Regions from separate parts of the Sus scrofa genome. Here all the other regions are linked to region 6. The links are chromatin contacts, called in public Hi-C and HiChIP or PLAC-seq maps. All regions are on one chromosome and are shown on one strand. Each heading gives the region's core, a stretch centred on a gene start, on an enhancer-like site or on the middle of the called end of the contact. The rest is flanking DNA. Distances are from core to core; before and after follow the strand shown.

Region 1 (2,700 bases), core at 75-2,574, 190 kb before region 6:
AAGCTTCTCCTGTTAAAGTGCTTTTTAATTTAATTTCACTTGGATGTATGATAGCTCAGACAAGGATGCCTCCTTTGGAAGCTCACATTCTTCATTTTCTCTTCAGGCAAAGGAGAGAAAACAAAGATGAAATAAATATAAGGCTTAAGGGGGGTGGGGGGATGCACTGAGGGTTTGGGATGGAAATGCTATAAAATTTGGTTGTGATGATCGTTGCACAACTATGAATATAATAAAGTTTACTCAGTAATAATAACAAAAAGGGTTAACACTCCAACCTATAGTCTCCTTCCTTCCTCTCTCCTTTCCTCCTTTTCTCTCCACTAAAATTTCTTGAGCACCTACTGTGTGCTTGGCATTGTCTGTATCATCTCATGAAGCTTCCTAATGACAAAAAAAGTTGGTTATCAATGACTCCTTTTGACAGATGAGGAAAATGAGACATATTTGGAGAAGTTGGGTGTCTTATTGGATGTTTTTGTCTTTTTTTTTTTTTAGGGCTGCATCCAAGGCATATGTAAATTCCCAGGGGTCAAATTGGAGCTACAGCTGCCAGCCTAAGCCACAGGCACAGCAACATGGGATTCGAGCCACCTCTGTGACCCACACCACAGCTCATGGCAACACCAGATCCTTAACCCACTGAGCAAGGCCAGGGATCAAACCCAAATCCTCATGGATCCTAGTTGGGTTTGTTACTGCTGAGCCACAACAGAACTCCCTGTTTTGTCTTTTTACAGTCATGTTATTTAGCTCTAAAACATCAGCGATATTAATAACCATCTGGAATGATGAAACCAATCCATACATTTTTTTTGCCAGAAGTCTATTTTAAGTTTTCTCTGCCAAAGGCTGTCTACACATGATTTTCTTCCAACGAACCACTAAGATACAAATTATCTCCTGTATGCCCAATGGGTATGATGCCAGAGGGGGGAAAAACAGAGTTACTGGCACTTTTTTCCCTGTCCCTTCAGTATCACTGGATGATCGGTTTGCCTGAAAAATGATGCCAATAAAGGGAAGCTTGCAGCATTTATCCACAGAATTCTTTCTGGACTTGAGACGATGGCCGAGAAGGTTAAGGAATGAGGTTGAAGCCTAAGAGCACGGTACCATACTTAGTTTTTTCAAGAAGTGTAACCACACCCGCTTTCTGCTCACCTTCCATCCTCGCTGCTAAAGCAAGGAGAGAGGTAGGAGGGCGTGGTTACAGCCAGGCCTGTCCCTAGTGGAGGCGGAGACTTGGGGCTGGGGCGTGGCCCCAGGTCCGGCTTCCCTGCGGCAATTGGCTCCGGGGGCGGGGCCGGGCCCAGGCTTCCTGTCTGCGCCTGCGGAATCGCCGTTTGACCCCGGAAGCGCCGGCGCTCTGGGAGCTGTCACCGTGGACCGCCGCGGCGGCTGCATAGAGCTGGCAGTGGAGCCGCCGAGGTGAGTGCGTGGCTGGGCCCTGCCGGATGTGGGGCATCGTGCCTGGGAGGGGCGGCAGCCGTGCCTCACGCGGCCTCGGGCCCCTCCACCTCCACGGCAGGTCTAGGGCTTCCGCTGCCCCCGGGGCCGTGAATCGCCCCATCCCCCTCCACTCTGCCCAGCCAAGCCGCTGAGCCTAGAGTCTCGGGTTCGAGGATCGGCCCCAGAATGACCTTGGAGGAGCCGCGATCCTCCCACCCACCCCTCCAGCGTCAGTCTCCTCAGCATTCATTCATTCTTTCAACAAATATTTGTCTAGCGCTTCCTACGTGCCGGGCACAGATCTAAGCACTGGAGGGTACAAACAAGACAAGTCTCCCGCCCTCTTGGAGCCTACAGTCTAGTGGGTGGAGACAGTCAACCACAAATAAAAGCACTAGGATATGACAGTAACTAGGGGAGTGTATACTTTAGCTAGGGCAGTACGGTAAGGTCTTGGAGTGATACTGAATTGAGACCGGGAGGGTGAAGACAGTCAGAAACAGGTAGCAGTAGTCTTGGGGGTGCTCCCAGGCCTAATTGTAATTGGTACTTGCTCCAAGCTTCCCTTCTAAAGAAAGTTCTTTCCTAATTTTGGGCTTCTGCTGCCCTGCTTGGCGCTGAGGATGCTTTGGGGACCACAGTTATCATAATGATCACTGTCTTTATCCTTTTGGTACTCAGAGTCCAGTCTTCACCCAGTTCATTTCCACACACACTTTAGATGAAAATCTTCCTTGACATCCTCTCTCCTTCAAGTCATTTCTCTCTGTCAAATGCTGTCACAACCCATTGCCCTTACCTGCATCAAATACTCATGGTACTGAGTTTTACTCATTTGCATGACTATTTAGTTTATATCTGTGTTAACCATCAGGACTGTAAACTCTACAAAGCGCAGGATCAAGTCTCTTCCTTGTCCACCTTAGTATTCTCCAGGCTTCACTGCAGGCACATAGTAGATACTCAGAAACTCTTTTGAATGGATGAGTAAGATAATTAACACAGTTTTTTTCACTCCCCGGTGGTTTGTAGAAGGCCTCTCCTGCCACCAGGATATTATCTTCTCTTTCTCATTGTGTCTTTTCTCTACTTGAGTGACTCTTCACCGCCTTCAAATGAAAGGCCAAAATCTTTAGCATAACATTCAAGGCCCTTTTTAATTTTTTTATTTTTTGCTCTTTAGAGCTGCACCTGTGGTGTATGGAAGTTCCCAGGCCAGGGGTTGAATCGGAGTTACAGCTGCCAGCC
Region 2 (2,700 bases), core at 186-2,685, 130 kb before region 6:
GCAGCTGCGGCCTATGGAAGTCCCCAGGCCAGGGACTGAGTCCAGCTGCAGCTGAGACCAATGCTGCAGCTGTGGCAACATCGGATCCCTTAACCCGCTGTGTGGGGCCAGGAATCAAACCCACACCTCTGCAGTAACCCGAGGGCTACAGTCAGATTCGTGACCCACTGCACCACAGCAGAAGCTCCTGAAACCACGATTTAATGATATAAAGAATGCAGAGCACTTAGCTCAGTGCCTGGCACACAGTGAGTCTAAAAGGTGTTGTTTTTCTCTACCTTATGCTTCCACTTCCTCCTGAGGAATATAACAAATGCTATTTTTTGAGTTGGTACCACCTACTAGGTACTGTGGCACTTTGCCTAAATCTCAAATAATGCTCACAATAAGTCCCCGAAAGGAGTTTCCATCATGGCTCAGTGGTTAATGAATCTGACTAGAATCCATGAGGACGAAGCTTCAATCCCTGGCCTCCCTCAATGGGTTAAGGATCTGGCATTGCAGTGAACTGTGATGTAGGCCAGCAGCTACAGCTCCAATTGGACCCCTAGCTTCGGGTGCAGCCCTAAAAAAGCAAAAAACAAAAAAACAAAAACAAAACAAAAAACAAACCTCCCTGAGACAGTTACTATTATTATCATCTCTATTTCATAGATAAAAGTGAGAGCTTGCCCAACCTAATGCCACAGTTAAGTGATAAGGCCCAGTATTCCCACCCAAGATTCTCTGATTTCATACCCACCCCACCCTACTCAATGATTAAGAGTTATTAACCATTATTAATACCACCGCTGCCATCATGGAAAGACTTTGGAACCAAAAAATGCTACCTAAATGGCCACCCATAGTGTCTAAGGAGATGTCCTTTTCAGGACAGGTGCCTAATCAAATTTGCCCTTGTGACCCCCAGATGAGACAGAGGGGCCGGGGTCCAACCTTGACTCGCCACTGATTTCCTAGTGGTGTGACCCTAGCAAGTCTTTTGCTCTCACCTGGTTTTAGTTTAGGCTTCTGCAAATGGAGAAACGGGTTTGTGGCGTGGCAGGCAGCAATACTTAGAACCCCCGCATAGTGGGACCTATTGACCTCGTTTAACTTTTTAGGATTCACACCGGGGGTAACGCACAGACGGCAGTCTACAGACACAAGACGCCCAGGGTTTACCCCCTCCTTGTAAAGGTCGACTGAGTCCCGTCCCACCTCCACTCCCACTGTCACCCCTCGAAGGAACCCAAGGTCAGGGATGGCCCAGGCCCTCACCCCCTGGTTGATGTGTTCGTAGATCGCGTCCGCGCCTTGATCGAAGGCGCGCTCGAAGAATAGAGCGCCCACGGCGATCGTGAGGGCGAAGGTAGAGGTCCTGCGAAACAACAGGGAGTACAACCTCGCAGTCAACGTCGGGGCAGCCATGTTTGTCCGCTGCAGAACTAGCACCACCGCGCCTGCGCTTCGACCGACCTTTCCACAAAGGTCCTCAACGTGTAACGCTTTATGGGATTTGTAGTTCTTTTGAACTTGAGTGCTCGTCGTTTTGCACCATTGAAGTAACTGATGGCTTGTGAGCTATTAAAATCTCCTAAAATTCATACCACGACAGCCCAAGTCGTTTTGGTAAAATGTATTACCCAGTTTTTCTCCTCAATCATTTCTTGCTGATTGAATTTTTTTTAAAACTACAACGCCCAGAAGCCCTCGCGCTTCCTTCACCTCCTCCTACGCTGTCTTTGCTTTGATTCTCAAAGGTTTCTGGGAAGGGCGGGCTGATACTCCAGGAAGGACTACGAATCCCAGCAAGCAGTTCGCTGAACCAAGGCGCAGGAGGAGGAGTTGAGAGCCGTCGGGCGCCGCGGAGCCAGGTACTTTTTTTGGCGGGACGTCGAGTGGCGAGTTCTAGTCTTCCTCCCAATACGGAAGAACTTGAGCTCTTACGTTTAAGTCCGCGAGCCCCGCGGCGGGTCGCAGTGGATATAGGGGCAAGGCCTGAAATCCCAGTCCCAAGCTTGTCCCTCCTCCTATCTCCTCCGGCAGCCCCAAGTCCAGGGCTATAGTTGAAGCCTGTGGCAACAGTCAGCCTTTGCCGGGCCTCTGGGGAAGAGGCCATTCTGCCCATGCTTCCGTTTCCCCTCATCCCTGGGTTTCGCTGCAGACACCCCTGGCCTGGAAGGCGGGAGACCTAGATCCATTCATTCTCTCTTGGGAATGGAAATAGCAGGACTTTGGAGCACTAAGGACGTCCAGCAATTGTTTTCTGAGCGCTGGGCCATGAGCTGGAGACCCAGCGGGGAATACGTCCCAGCTTTTGGGGAGCACCCATTTTACAGTGTGTGGGAGGTGCGATAATGACAGGTAACGCTTTGAAGAGCAGAAAAAAGGTTGATTGGGGAGGGGGTGGTTGTGGTAATATTTTAGCTAAGGTTCCCCAAGGTGACACTTAACCCTAAACCCAAATGGATATAGCTATTCGAACAGGAAAACGTCGTGCAAGGCCTTGAGGCTGCTGCGGTCCTGAGGTGTTTGAAGGAAACAATTTGAGTGGACTATGAAATAGGCTCGGGTCAGGTCATATCTGGTCTTCTAACCCGTGGTGAAGGGTCGTTTTTTTTTCTAAATTGCACGCGGAAGCCACTGAAGGGTTTTAAGCTGGGATGTGAGGCAACCTAATTTACGTAACAGTAGCAGCGGTCATCATTTCTGGCTGCT
Region 3 (2,700 bases), core at 111-2,610, 220 kb before region 6:
GAAAACCAACTGGGTCTTGTCTTCTTGCCCTACTGAAACGGACATGAATCTGAATGGGGAAAGTCCCCAATACCTCTCTAGGTACAAATCACAAATATTTTACATTAAAAAAAAAAAAATCTCATGTAATTCAACCCAGGCTTCGATGGCCAAATTGAATCTCAACTGCAAGAGTATGCACGCTTTTCCCCGTTGTGAAAAAACACTGGCAGATAACAAAGTAGAAGTCAAGATACTAAAACACTTAAGAATTTAGGCCGCAGCCTTGAAGAGACACCTGAACATCATTACCTATCAGTTAATGCGCAAAACTCACCTGTGCAAAACTCACAGGTAAGATTATCAGGCCCCAGAGGAGTTTACGCAAGTGGCCGTAAAATTTATCCCATTATTTTGAGGTAAGTTATCCAGCCCAAAGTACAACCAACAACATTATCTTAGGGGTTCTGGGCAGCCCAATTCAATACACTTAGCCGCACGATTTCCACCCGAGCAATAAATAACTCTGTAATCTTTCGCGGCGCTATTTAACCAACATTGCTGCGCTCTCTTCAACCGCCTCCGAACCATCCTTCCCACCCAAGTACTACCAGGTCAGGAGGATGCCCTGCTGCAGTCGGCGGCCACTCCTCCTTCCCACAAGTCCCGGGCCGCTCCGCTCGCCCCGGGGGCTCCGTCGGCCCCCGACCTCCGGCCTCGCGCCACGGAGGACTCCCACACACTCGCTCCGGGGTGAGGGACGCACACTCACCTCCCAGAGGTCCGCGGCCATGTCCCCGGACGCTGCGGGGTAGCGCCTCACACCCCTAGCCCCATGGGCCGGTCCCCGCCAGGTCCAGGAAGGCCGCCCTGGCCGGACCCCGCCTCCCCCGCGCCGAACAGGGCCGCTGCGCTCCCACTGTCCGCGCCTCCCTCTGGCGGCAGCAGCCTCCGCCCCGGCCACCCCTCTCCGGGCCACGCACGCTGTCCTCAGCCCCTTCAGGGCCGCCGCCTCCTCAGAGGGTGACAGCCGCCGCGCCGGGGACCAGGCCGGCCCCTCCTCCAGCTCCTCCTCACCCCCGGAGGAGACGGGGGCGGGGGGCGGTGTAGGTTTCCTTACCGGGCAGCAGGACATGGCGAAGCTCGTCACGGCACGGCCTCCTCCGCCACCCCACAAGGCTCCCAGGCAGGGCCGGCGGGGGGCAGCGCCTGAGCCGCTGGAGCTCCTCGCCCGGATACTCCTCCGCCGCCGCCACCGCCTTCTCACAACCACAACAACATGGCGGCAGCGGCCACACAGAGCGCGCTCACGCCACCAAGCTGGTCGGCGAGCGAGGGCGCGCGCGCACGTTCAGGCCCTTAGCCGTCGGTCGGGGAAAAGAGGGCGGGCCATCACGGATTGGGCAGGGGCGGGGCCTGAGCCGGTGGTCACGCCCCAGGAGGCGGGAGGGGCTGCAAACCTGCAAAATGCTGGTGCTGGGCGAGGGCCTGGCAGAGGAGCCCACCTAAAGCAGAAACAGGTGAGGAGTGAAAGGAGAAGAAAACCGAAGGTGGTCCCACAGAGTTTGGGGAGTTATCTTTTCCTACCTATGTAGCCCCGGGCAAGACAATTCCTCAATCTACTTAGCCAGTAGAATCTATTCTACTGTACAACATACGTTTCACCTGTAGTTGTGGTGAGGCTGAAACTATTTTAATGTAATGCAAGTAAGTATGTGCGCTCAAGGTCATACTCAGAATACAATTTCAGGCTGCTTATACCAAGCTCAGCTGGAAGAATTGAGTTTTCAAACAAACTAACAAAAAAAAAAATTGTAATGATACCTTGTAGAATAATTCTACGTACTGAGACTGAATTACCTCCAGCCCTAACAGATTCACCTCATCAGAGTTGTATTTTATCATTATACCTTTGACTTTTCTGGAAAATGGTAGAAAGAACCTGTCAAATGAAATCTATCCTTGAATTTGTTTTTTTTTTGCTTTTTCCACAGACTCTCTGCAATTATTTGTTTTTTGTGTTTACTGCTCTCTATCCCATTCCAATGTAAAAGCTACTTGAAGATAAGGATCTTGTTTATTTTATTCATCACTTTATCTCCAACACCTAGAAATGCTCATAAGTAGTGTCATGAGTTCCTGATTAACTAATAGCTAATATTCACACAACTTATCTAACTGAATCTTCACAGCTTGAATAGATAATGTTATTATCACCATTTTACAGATGAAGAAACTGAAGCCCAGAATAAGCTGCACTAAAATTAGGAAAAAAAGAAATCAAACCCAAATCCAATTAGCAATAAAAAATATGCTCTCACCCAGGAGCTCCTGCTGTGACACAATAGGATCTGCGGCATTTTGGGAGTGCTAGAACATAGGTTCTATCCTTGGCCCAGCACAGTGGGTTAAGGATTAAGCATTGCCGCAGCTGTGGCATAGGTCACCACTGCGGCTCGGATCTGATCCCTGGCCTTGCCCGGTGGGTTAAGGATCTGGCGTTGCCATGAGCTGTGGTGTAGGTTGCAGACGCGGCTCAGATCTGGCATTGCTGTGGCTGTGGTGTAGGCCGGCAGCTGTAGCTCTGATTAGACCCCTAGCCTGGGAACCTCCATAGGCTGAGGGTGCAGCCCTAAAAAGACAAAAGACAAAAAAGAAGAAATTATGTTAGAGTTCAAGATTAGGCTTTGCTTTACTCTGTTGAATGAAAGTGCAAAAAAT
Region 4 (2,700 bases), core at 149-2,648, 130 kb after region 6:
AAAATTAAAACAGTAATATCTGGATTAGATGGGACATAAAGACTTGGCTGTGCAAACTTATTTATTAATACGTTTTGTAATATGAAACAATTGGTGACAACCCAAGTGAACAACTGTAGAGGTTTGTTTTTGAAAACAGTGATGCCGTCCATACAATAGAATCGCAGGTGTTGGAAAGCACCAAACAAAAATGTATTTCTTGGAGTTCCTGTCATGGAGCAGTGGAAACGAATCCGCCTAGGAGCAGTGATGTTGCGGGTTCGATCCCTGGCCTCACTCAGTGGGTTAAGGATCCTGCGTTGCTGCGGCTGTGGTGTAGGCCAGCAGCTGTAGCTTGGATTCTACCCTTAACCTGGGAACCTCCATATACTGAGGGTGCAGCCCTAAAAGTTAAAAAAAAAAAAAAAAAACTCTAAATATATTTCTTGCTTTAGAAGACTTTTACCAATATCTTGGTGAGGTAAAAATACCAAATGATGTGTTGAGTCTGGAAGGATATTCACCAAAATATTAAGAATGAGTGTACAGCAGAAATTGGCACAATATTGTAAATCAACTATACTTTAATTTTAAGAAATGATTGTCTCCGGAAATGGGATTGCAGATGATTTCTCTCCTTTTGCTTACTAGTATATTTCCGTTTCTCTACAATGCAAATATTTGTCCAGTAAACATTTTTAAAGAGTAATGATTAATTAATATTTTAATGAGGATAATCAGATGGAATTCCCATTGTGGCTCAGCAGGTTAAGAACCCAACTAGTATTCATGAGGATTCTGGTTCTATCCGTGGCCTAGCTCAGTAGGTTAAGGATCTGGCATTGCCAGAAGCTGCGGCATTGGTTGCAGATGCCACTCGGATCTGGTGTTGCTATGGCTGCAGCACAGGCCACAGCTGCAGCTCCGATTAGACCCCTAGTCCAGGAATTTCCATATGCCCTAAGTGCAGCGGTAAAAAAAAAAAAAAAAAAAAAAGAAAGAAAGAAATTATCCAGGAGGAGAAAGTTTAATAATACCAGAGTTGGGAGTGAGATTGCTATAGCAACTGAAGTCCTGATTAACCCAGCCAAAAGGAGGATGGGACATCATTAAGCTCTCCTTGGAAGGTCTAAGGTTTTCTCTTACAACGCGGAATTCCTTCATAAAGTAAGCGATCTTGAGCAAAACTTGCCCCTCTCAGAGTCTAGTTTACCCGTCTGTAACGACCTTTTCCATCTTCATCATGTTAAACTACGTAACGGCTTATCTGTCTAATCTTTCTCTGGCTCTACAGTGGCTGAGAACGACATGTCGGAGGAGGGTTAATTCCCGCCGGCCCCGCCCTCCTGGCCACGCCCTCACGGGCCCCACCCCCGCCCGGGTTGAACCCTTGACCCCGCCCCCAGGCCCTGCGTCCACCGGAAGTGCCCGAGCGCGGGCAGCTCACTTCCGCCCGGCAGGTGACAGCCGCGGGGCTCGGAGCGGCTGGCGGCACGGACGCACCGGGAGAGTGGGACGACAAGGCCGCGGACGTTTTACTGCAGAGTGGAGCCGCGCCGTGGCGCCGGGAGCCGTTTGGACCTGCGGGTGAGGAGGCGGGGAGCCCGGCGAGGCCGGAGAAGAGATGGGGCAGGGAGTCGGGGGGTCTGAGGTGAGGGGTTTGTGGGGTCAGAGGTCACGGAGAGGACGAGGCGCTAGAGGAGCTAGAGTGGCTTCCCAGGCCGCGTTGAGGCAGAAGGGCTGCGGGTTCATTCATTCTCGGCCGCTTGGCCTCCCGCCTCCACCCCAGGTCCGCAGTCCCTCTGGGGGCGCCCTCCTGGAGAGACTCCTAGACTTAGGCCCCAGGGAGCCTGCGCTTGGCCAAACAGGAAACTTCTCTTCGGGTCCTGGTTCCCTCTGCATTCTTACCCCCATGGCCAGCCTGAGTCTTCCTCCTCGTTCAGGGCCTTATCTCTTTGCCAAGGTTTGAAAAGAAAAAAAAATAAAAATAAATTAAGGAGCAGCCCGCGCTGCCTGCTCTGGGGTAGGGTTGGGTTTGGTCTGTACTTAGGCGCCTCACCAACAAGTTAACTGGGGACACCTGTAATAAATGCCAAAACTACTGATAAAATGCTAGCTGCTGATTAATTGAGCTCTTACTGTGTACCAGGCATTATGTTAAGTACTCGTAATGCAGCATTTAAATTTCCCAGCAACCTTTGTGAGGTAGCTGCTGTTGTTATCTCCATTTCACCTCCGAGTAAAATGCACAGAGAGGTTAAGTCACACCTGTAAGGTCAATCGGGTGGTGTAGGCAAGAGTCAGAATTTCTACCCAGGTTCTCAGGAACGTGCAAAGTGCAGAGACCAAAGAGAGGCTGGAGCAAGATTGGAGTGTAGGAGCTATTTAATATCTTTAGCTGCCATTATATTTACTTGCATCTATATAAAGATGTAGCCTTATTGCTTCTTGTCTAACCTTCATAAGGAGCATTTGATTCACTTTATTTAGGATGAAACAGTTTTGCAGGTCGTTGCTTTTCAGGGCAAGAGTTTTTCCTGACTATTGGGTACTGTGAGACATCAGATAGGCTATGGATGAAACTAATTTAATAATATCCAGAACCTCCCTTGAGAGTGGTTGAGCTGCATTCTTTTTGGAGTAAAGAGGAACTACATGACCCCTTAGAGGAATCTTTTGGCCCTGGGTTCTTGAAGAATATTCCCAAGGGAAAGGTCTGTG
Region 5 (2,700 bases), core at 11-2,510, 200 kb after region 6:
CCAGCCCCGTCAGGAAGCCATCACCACCACTGGGCAGACCCAGGCCATACAAGGCATTGAGCCACTCGGCCAGGTCCTCCTTCATGGCCTCCACATAGGCCTCGCTTGAGCGGAATGGCCGCACGCTCTTGGCTGCTGAGCCTGCAATGCCCGCCACCGGGTCCGCCATGCCCAGGCCAGCCGAGTCACTGTGGGCAAGGACACGGGTCAGGATTGCTGTGAGGACCCATTGAGCTCTCAGTACAAAGTTGCTGACCACCTGCACTCTCCTGTCCTTTCAGACCAAATGTCTGAGAAACTTCTCGCCTCAGTTTTCCCGTCTGTGAAATGGATACAATAACATTACCTTCCTCATAGGAACAAATGGGATAATTTTTATAAATGACTTAGTGTCCATAAGTGTTTGTTGTTTGGTTCTTTGAGGGGAGACAGGCTGTTGGGGTACTTGGCTGAGTCCTCTCGCCCAGGCAGGGAGGCACCCATCTGGACCTCCCTGTGTAATAGGTGATGAGCTGAGCCCTAGAGAGATGAGCCCCACAGCCCTGGACTCACAGTAGGAAGCCTGGTTCTGACCTCAGAGAGGGGTTAGCCCCACTGCTCAGGGCTGCTGCCCATCCTGCTTCCTCCGGAAAGATCCCAGGTCCTCCCTCAGACCCCTTTCCCTAAAGACCGTGTCATTATAGCAATGACATGAACAGCAGCAGCAGAAAAGTAATCACGATGATCGTGGCCAGCACTAAGCTCAGTGATATTACCTCCATTTTACAGATGAGGAAACTGAGGAGCAGAGCGCACTCATGGACGCTGAGCAATGGGTGGCGGGGCAGTAGGAGCCCTGGCCGACGGACAGGGCACTGCGTTGCTGATCCGGCAGCCCGCTGGCCCGGGCCAGGCCCCGCCTCCTCCAAGGAGCCTCCCCAGCGCCCCAGGCTGGTCCGAGTGAGCCAGGACTCAGAATAGCCTTCGCCAGCCCCGGCTGTCCTCTGGGCTTCGGCCCAGAGAGGGTGCGGGGCTGCCCAAGGTCACACAGCTCTGGGGAAGAGGCCGCGGCCGCTGCCGCCAGGTCCCCTTCACTGTGTGCCGGACAGGGGGTCTGGGGGTCCCCGCACTCACCTCGCTCATCCTGCGGCCTCGGGGAGCATCGCTCTGGCGGGGCCGGGACCGGGCCGCCGCAGGGAGGCGCCGCCCGAGCCACAGCGATCCCGGTCCCACCACCGCGTCCTCCGCGCCAGCCGTCTCCGCCCCGCCTCCCTGGAATTCGGATCCGGCCCGGAGGGGTGGGCGGGGCCACATGCTCTTAAAGGGGACGCGCTCTTCCCGGGCTGGGAGGGTCTGCAGATGCCGAGCGGGCCAGGGACTCTTTGCAACCCTGAGTGGAGGCGGAACTAGGGCCCCCAGGCAACCCTACCAGCCCAGATGTCCCATACCCACCCAGGCTGGTCCCCACAGTCTCTTCCACCCTTCTTGGTCTCCTGGGGAGGGGTTTGGGTGTTTTTAGTTGCACTCCCTCGTCTCCAGTTGGTGGCCTCCCGGGTGAGGGCACAGCCTTTTCGTTCCCAAGAACTCAGGAAGCGATAGGGACCTGGGGCTGCAAAGTCACCTCCTCCAAGTGGTCCTCCTTAGCTCAGATAAATGAAGCTCTCCAACCTGGGGTGGCGGGCTTCCTACAGGCAGGGCGGCCTCGGGGAAGGATGGGGAGGGCTCTGTTACCCCCACCCAGCCACTGGAATGCTCTTTTTTAACCCTGAGATTAGGGGACCCTGTTTCTCCGATGAAGGCACTGAGGCTTAGAGGGGTAGGCAGGATGACGCTGTGGGCCCCTCCTCTGCGGTGAGGACGGGCCAGTCCTGGACCAACTCTGGCTGTCCGGGTGCGGCCATAGGCTATGGGTGAGAGGAGGATTGGCAGCAGCCGAAGGTTAAACCCGCCTGGTTTCTTTTCAAACTGCAGAGGAGGGAGCTGGCTGGGACCAGCGGGAAATCCTGCCCCCTGCTGCGGCAGGTCTGGCTAGGCAGCAGCCTTGCTGGCCAGGCAGGACTGCTTGGGATGTGGGGGGAAGCACTACCAACAACAGCCAATGCTCAGAGCTTTGATAAGGCTCCTACTGTGTGCCAGGCCTACTGTGCACCCTTGACCTGAAGGAACTGATGAGTCACCTCTATGAGGGACACTGTTATGCCCAAACTTGGGCTCAGTCAGAAGAGTAGCTGATGGAGCTGGGATTTGAACAATGACTATTTTGGGAATACCCTCATTCAAGGATCTGGGGATTTGGTTGTGGACCTACTGTGTGCCTGACCTTCTGGTACCAGGCTGCTCAGATGCATCATTTCACTGAGTCATTATGGCCTTTCAAAAGGTGGGCTCTCACCCCAACACCCAGGTGGTACAGGTCCCACTCCACCCTCTCCTTAGCCCCCTACCCCCACTGCAGAGTGAGGAAGGCAGGTGATGGACGTAGTAATGGGTGGCACCTGCCTGGCACCTACTGTGTGCTGCGTGTCTTTGGGCACTGCAAACCAAGAGCAAAGAGCAGGGAAGAAAATGGAGCTGGCTCTTAGGTTCACAGTTAAGAAAGGTGGCCCCTGGGGTGCAACAGCAACAAGGCGCTGGAGAGAAGAGAGTGGGGAGCAGGAGCAGCAGCTGGGGTGGCAGGCCAGCCCTTTTAGATCAGTGATCAGCAAAGGCGAAGGGGGGAGC
Region 6 (2,700 bases), core at 175-2,674:
CCCTAAGGCTTGAAAAGCTGAAAAAATTTATTATGGGCCCGTTACAGAAAAAAAATTGCCAACCACTGACTTATGTTGCTGTTGCCAATTCTGCTTGTCCCCAGGCCACACTCTGAGTAGCAAGGACATAAAATTACTTGAGAGCAGTACTGTATTGGCTCGAATCAAAACGCTCCTTCACCATTTACTGGATATATGGTTTGGGGTACCCACCTAAATGAGTTGTTTTGAGAGGTAAGTGTATGAATGTCTGACACTTAGGACGTATTCAATAAAGGATAACTTATCATTGTGATACAAACTGTAGGGAAAGTTTAGGATATCATCTTTTTCCTCGAAGAGTTTTTTCCAGAAAATTTAAGCTGTGAAAAAGGGAAACAACTACTGTAGACTGTGCAATAAAATGAGATGCAACTTTTAATAGCTGGGGTACATAATATAATCGAATAAAGTTAAAAACTCTATAAAGCTGAAGTTAAAGCCTGACACTGAAAATTAAATTTCGCTACCACGGATGTTTTCAGACTCTTGGAATAACAATGAATGAAAACCTTCAGGAAGCACTTCCAAACCCAAAAGTCCCATTGAAAAAAGCAGCGATTATCTTTAACATGACGATTTGGGCCTAGATGGCTCCTTCCGGTTCTGACCCTCTCAGTCTTTGCCCAGAGATGATATAAACAGAATCCCGAAGCTTCCACCTCAACTGTCACCGCGGCAAGGGCGCCCAGGTCGGTGCCAGATCCGCACCAGGGCCCGATCCCGCCAGGCCTCCCTTCGCTGCAGCCCGTAGGGGCTGCCGGCCGGTTACCTCGCAATTGAACTCCATCTCCGCGTCCATAGTGACGATCCGCACGGTGAACGTCTTGGGCTGCTTCCTCTTGAGAGAGCTGAAGCTCATTCGGGAAGCGATGGCCCCGGCCATGGCGTGGGGCTCAGGCCCGGGAACCTGGGGCCCCGGGGCCTGCACTCTGGACCTTTTAGCCTCCCTGGAGAAGCCGCACAGGCCTCAGGGCCACCATGGTGGCCGGCCGGCCGGCCCGGGAGCTGTCTGAGCGGCGCGGGCCCCCAGCGGCCAGCATGGGCCGCGAGGACCGTGCCCTGGGAACGGAAAGGGGAGTTGGGGGGCGGGCCCTGATGGCCGCGGGGAGAGATCGCGATCAGGGACAGACAAGGCGGGCACCGCCCGGCTCTCGCCGGGACTCGGGCTGGGGACGTTGGGGACGCCCAGGGACGGGGGCCCTAGACGGCGGCTGCCCAGACCCTGCGCGCCTCTCAGCGGCCAACAGAGGTCTCAGGGGCCGCTCTCCAGCCAGGCGCGCACGTGCGCGCGTGGCTGTCACCGTCCTAGCTCCGCGCACCCGCGGGAAGCGTCCCCTCCCCGCATCCCCCGGCCTGCTCCCTGCCCCGCCCTCAGGCCCTTCAGAGCGCTACACGCAACGCAACCTAACTCGGCGGCTGCAGCCTAGACACCACGATTGGCTGAGAACTCTGAGGGAGGCGGGACTTTCTCCCGCTGTCCCACCTTCTTCAGTAGGACTTTACCAATTGGAAGTTCAGATCTAATTGGAGGCGCGGGATTACCCTCGACGTTGAGTGGCTAAGGCAGCGTCACTCCGAACGCTTTTGTTCGTAGGGGTACGCCTACTCTAGCAAGACTGGTTGACGCGGGGAGCCCGGCGCGCCTTTCCCAGGAAAACAAGAAGAGGCTGCTCCCGGGGCGCGGGAGATGAGTCACTCCTCAGTTCAGCAAGGGACTGCCCTTCGGACCAGGTCTGCGCCGAGTGTGGCGCCCCAGGAGACTGCGTTTCGAACGCCGAGCGGCCAATCCTGTTTAGCACTTAATTGCATGTATTACATGTACTGACTTGGTTTTTCTTAAACTTTCAAATCACTTGAGGCCGCTTGGTAGCGGGCAGTTTCCGCCAAGTCCTTCAGCTTCTGTTGAGGAGAAATTCTAGTTGTTACCGCGGGAGGGGGTAATAATTGCATCTGTCTCATGGAGTTGTTGAGGAATTTAAGCGAGATCATCCATATAAAGCTTTAGATAAGTGACTGGTCATACTACGTTGAATCTTATGAAATTATTCTTTCTGTAGATTTAAAAAACTAGAAAAATGAAAGCAGTTTTTATGTTGTGTTCTGTGTGATTTCCAGTTTCAGATCATATACATGATTTTTGTTTAAACTTCCTCAAGGGTTACAGTGAATGTGTGTGAGAGAGAGGTAGGGGAGTATAACTTTCTGTGTTTTTGTTGTGGTTCTTTAGGGCCACACCTGGGGCATATGGAAGCGCCTGGGATAGAGGTCCAACTGGAGCTGCAGCTTCCAGTCTACACCACAGCCACAGCAATGCCAGATCTGAGCCGCATCTGCGACCTACATCACAGCTCAGGGCAATGCGGGATCCTTAAACCACTGAGGGAGGCCAGGGATTGAATCCGAGTCCTCTTTGGATACTAGTTGCTGAGCCACAACTGGAACTCGTGTGTGTGTGTGTGTGTGTGTGTGTGTTTCTGTTTCTCTTTTAATCCAAATTTTAAGTTAATTCTTAGTGGTTGCCTAGCTGAGTGGTTGAAGGTTAAGCGTTGCACAGGTATTAACTATCATTATCACCCCCACCCCCACTCTACAGGTGAAGAAAAAGCTCAGCATGACGGAGCTACTTGCTGGCTAGCATCTAACTGCTGAGAGGCAAAG

The links. Hi-C and Micro-C count contacts between places; a contact is called where the count stands out from the background. HiChIP or PLAC-seq counts read pairs in DNA pulled down with a chosen protein or histone mark.
Region 1: an H3K27ac HiChIP or PLAC-seq map of alveolar macrophages shows a contact between it and region 6. The contact joins the promoter of ASCC2 here to the promoter of NF2 in region 6. A contact is called at or near these places in 1 of 5 promoter capture datasets (fetal skeletal muscle) and 1 of 2 datasets of contacts at active chromatin or transcription factors (alveolar macrophages).
Region 2: a contact with region 6 is called in an H3K27ac HiChIP or PLAC-seq map of alveolar macrophages. The contact joins the promoter of UQCR10 here to the promoter of NF2 in region 6. A contact is called at or near these places in 1 of 5 promoter capture datasets (fetal liver), 2 of 47 Hi-C or Micro-C datasets (heart right ventricle and skeletal muscle) and 2 of 2 datasets of contacts at active chromatin or transcription factors (alveolar macrophages and skeletal muscle).
Region 3: a contact with region 6 is called in an H3K27ac HiChIP or PLAC-seq map of alveolar macrophages. The contact joins the promoter of MTMR3 here to the promoter of NF2 in region 6. A contact is called at or near these places in 1 of 47 Hi-C or Micro-C datasets (embryonic fibroblasts) and 2 of 2 datasets of contacts at active chromatin or transcription factors (alveolar macrophages and skeletal muscle).
Region 4: a contact with region 6 is called in an H3K27ac HiChIP or PLAC-seq map of alveolar macrophages. The contact joins the promoter of AP1B1 here to the promoter of NF2 in region 6. A contact is called at or near these places in 1 of 5 promoter capture datasets (fetal liver), 5 of 47 Hi-C or Micro-C datasets (heart right ventricle, liver, retroperitoneal adipose tissue and 1 more) and 1 of 2 datasets of contacts at active chromatin or transcription factors (alveolar macrophages).
Region 5: a Hi-C map of liver shows a contact between it and region 6, with 2.9 times the contacts expected there. The contact joins the promoter of GAS2L1 here to the promoter of NF2 in region 6. A contact is called at or near these places in 1 of 5 promoter capture datasets (fetal liver), 2 of 47 Hi-C or Micro-C datasets (heart right ventricle and liver) and 1 of 2 datasets of contacts at active chromatin or transcription factors (alveolar macrophages).

The regions. Positions count from the first base shown.
Region 1 is chr14:46,841,103-46,843,802 of Sscrofa11.1, reverse strand. ASCC2 (activating signal cointegrator 1 complex subunit 2) reads left to right here and starts at 1,324. Exons shown (of 19, transcript XM_021072416.1): 1 at 1,324-1,431.
Region 2 is chr14:46,782,075-46,784,774 of Sscrofa11.1, reverse strand. It overlaps UQCR10 (ubiquinol-cytochrome c reductase complex 7.2 kDa protein), which reads right to left and starts at 1,435. Exons shown (of 2, transcript NM_001129978.2): 1 at 1,261-1,435. The coding sequence starts at 1,410. It overlaps ZMAT5 (zinc finger matrin-type protein 5), which reads left to right and starts at 1,720. Exons shown (of 6, transcript XM_001929010.5): 1 at 1,720-1,856.
Region 3 is chr14:46,873,637-46,876,336 of Sscrofa11.1, reverse strand. It overlaps MTMR3 (myotubularin-related protein 3), which reads right to left and starts at 1,360. Exons shown (of 20, transcript XM_001926519.6): 1 at 1,100-1,360.
Region 4 is chr14:46,518,873-46,521,572 of Sscrofa11.1, reverse strand. It overlaps AP1B1 (AP-1 complex subunit beta-1), which reads left to right and starts at 1,398. Exons shown (of 22, transcript XM_013990391.2): 1 at 1,398-1,566.
Region 5 is chr14:46,448,327-46,451,026 of Sscrofa11.1, reverse strand. GAS2L1 (growth arrest specific 2 like 1) reads right to left here and starts at 1,260. Exons shown (of 7, transcript NM_001244834.1): 1 at 1,114-1,260; 2 at 1-188. The coding sequence starts at 169.
Region 6 is chr14:46,652,593-46,655,292 of Sscrofa11.1, reverse strand. NF2 (merlin) reads right to left here and starts at 1,424. Exons shown (of 16, transcript XM_003483446.4): 1 at 812-1,424. The coding sequence starts at 925.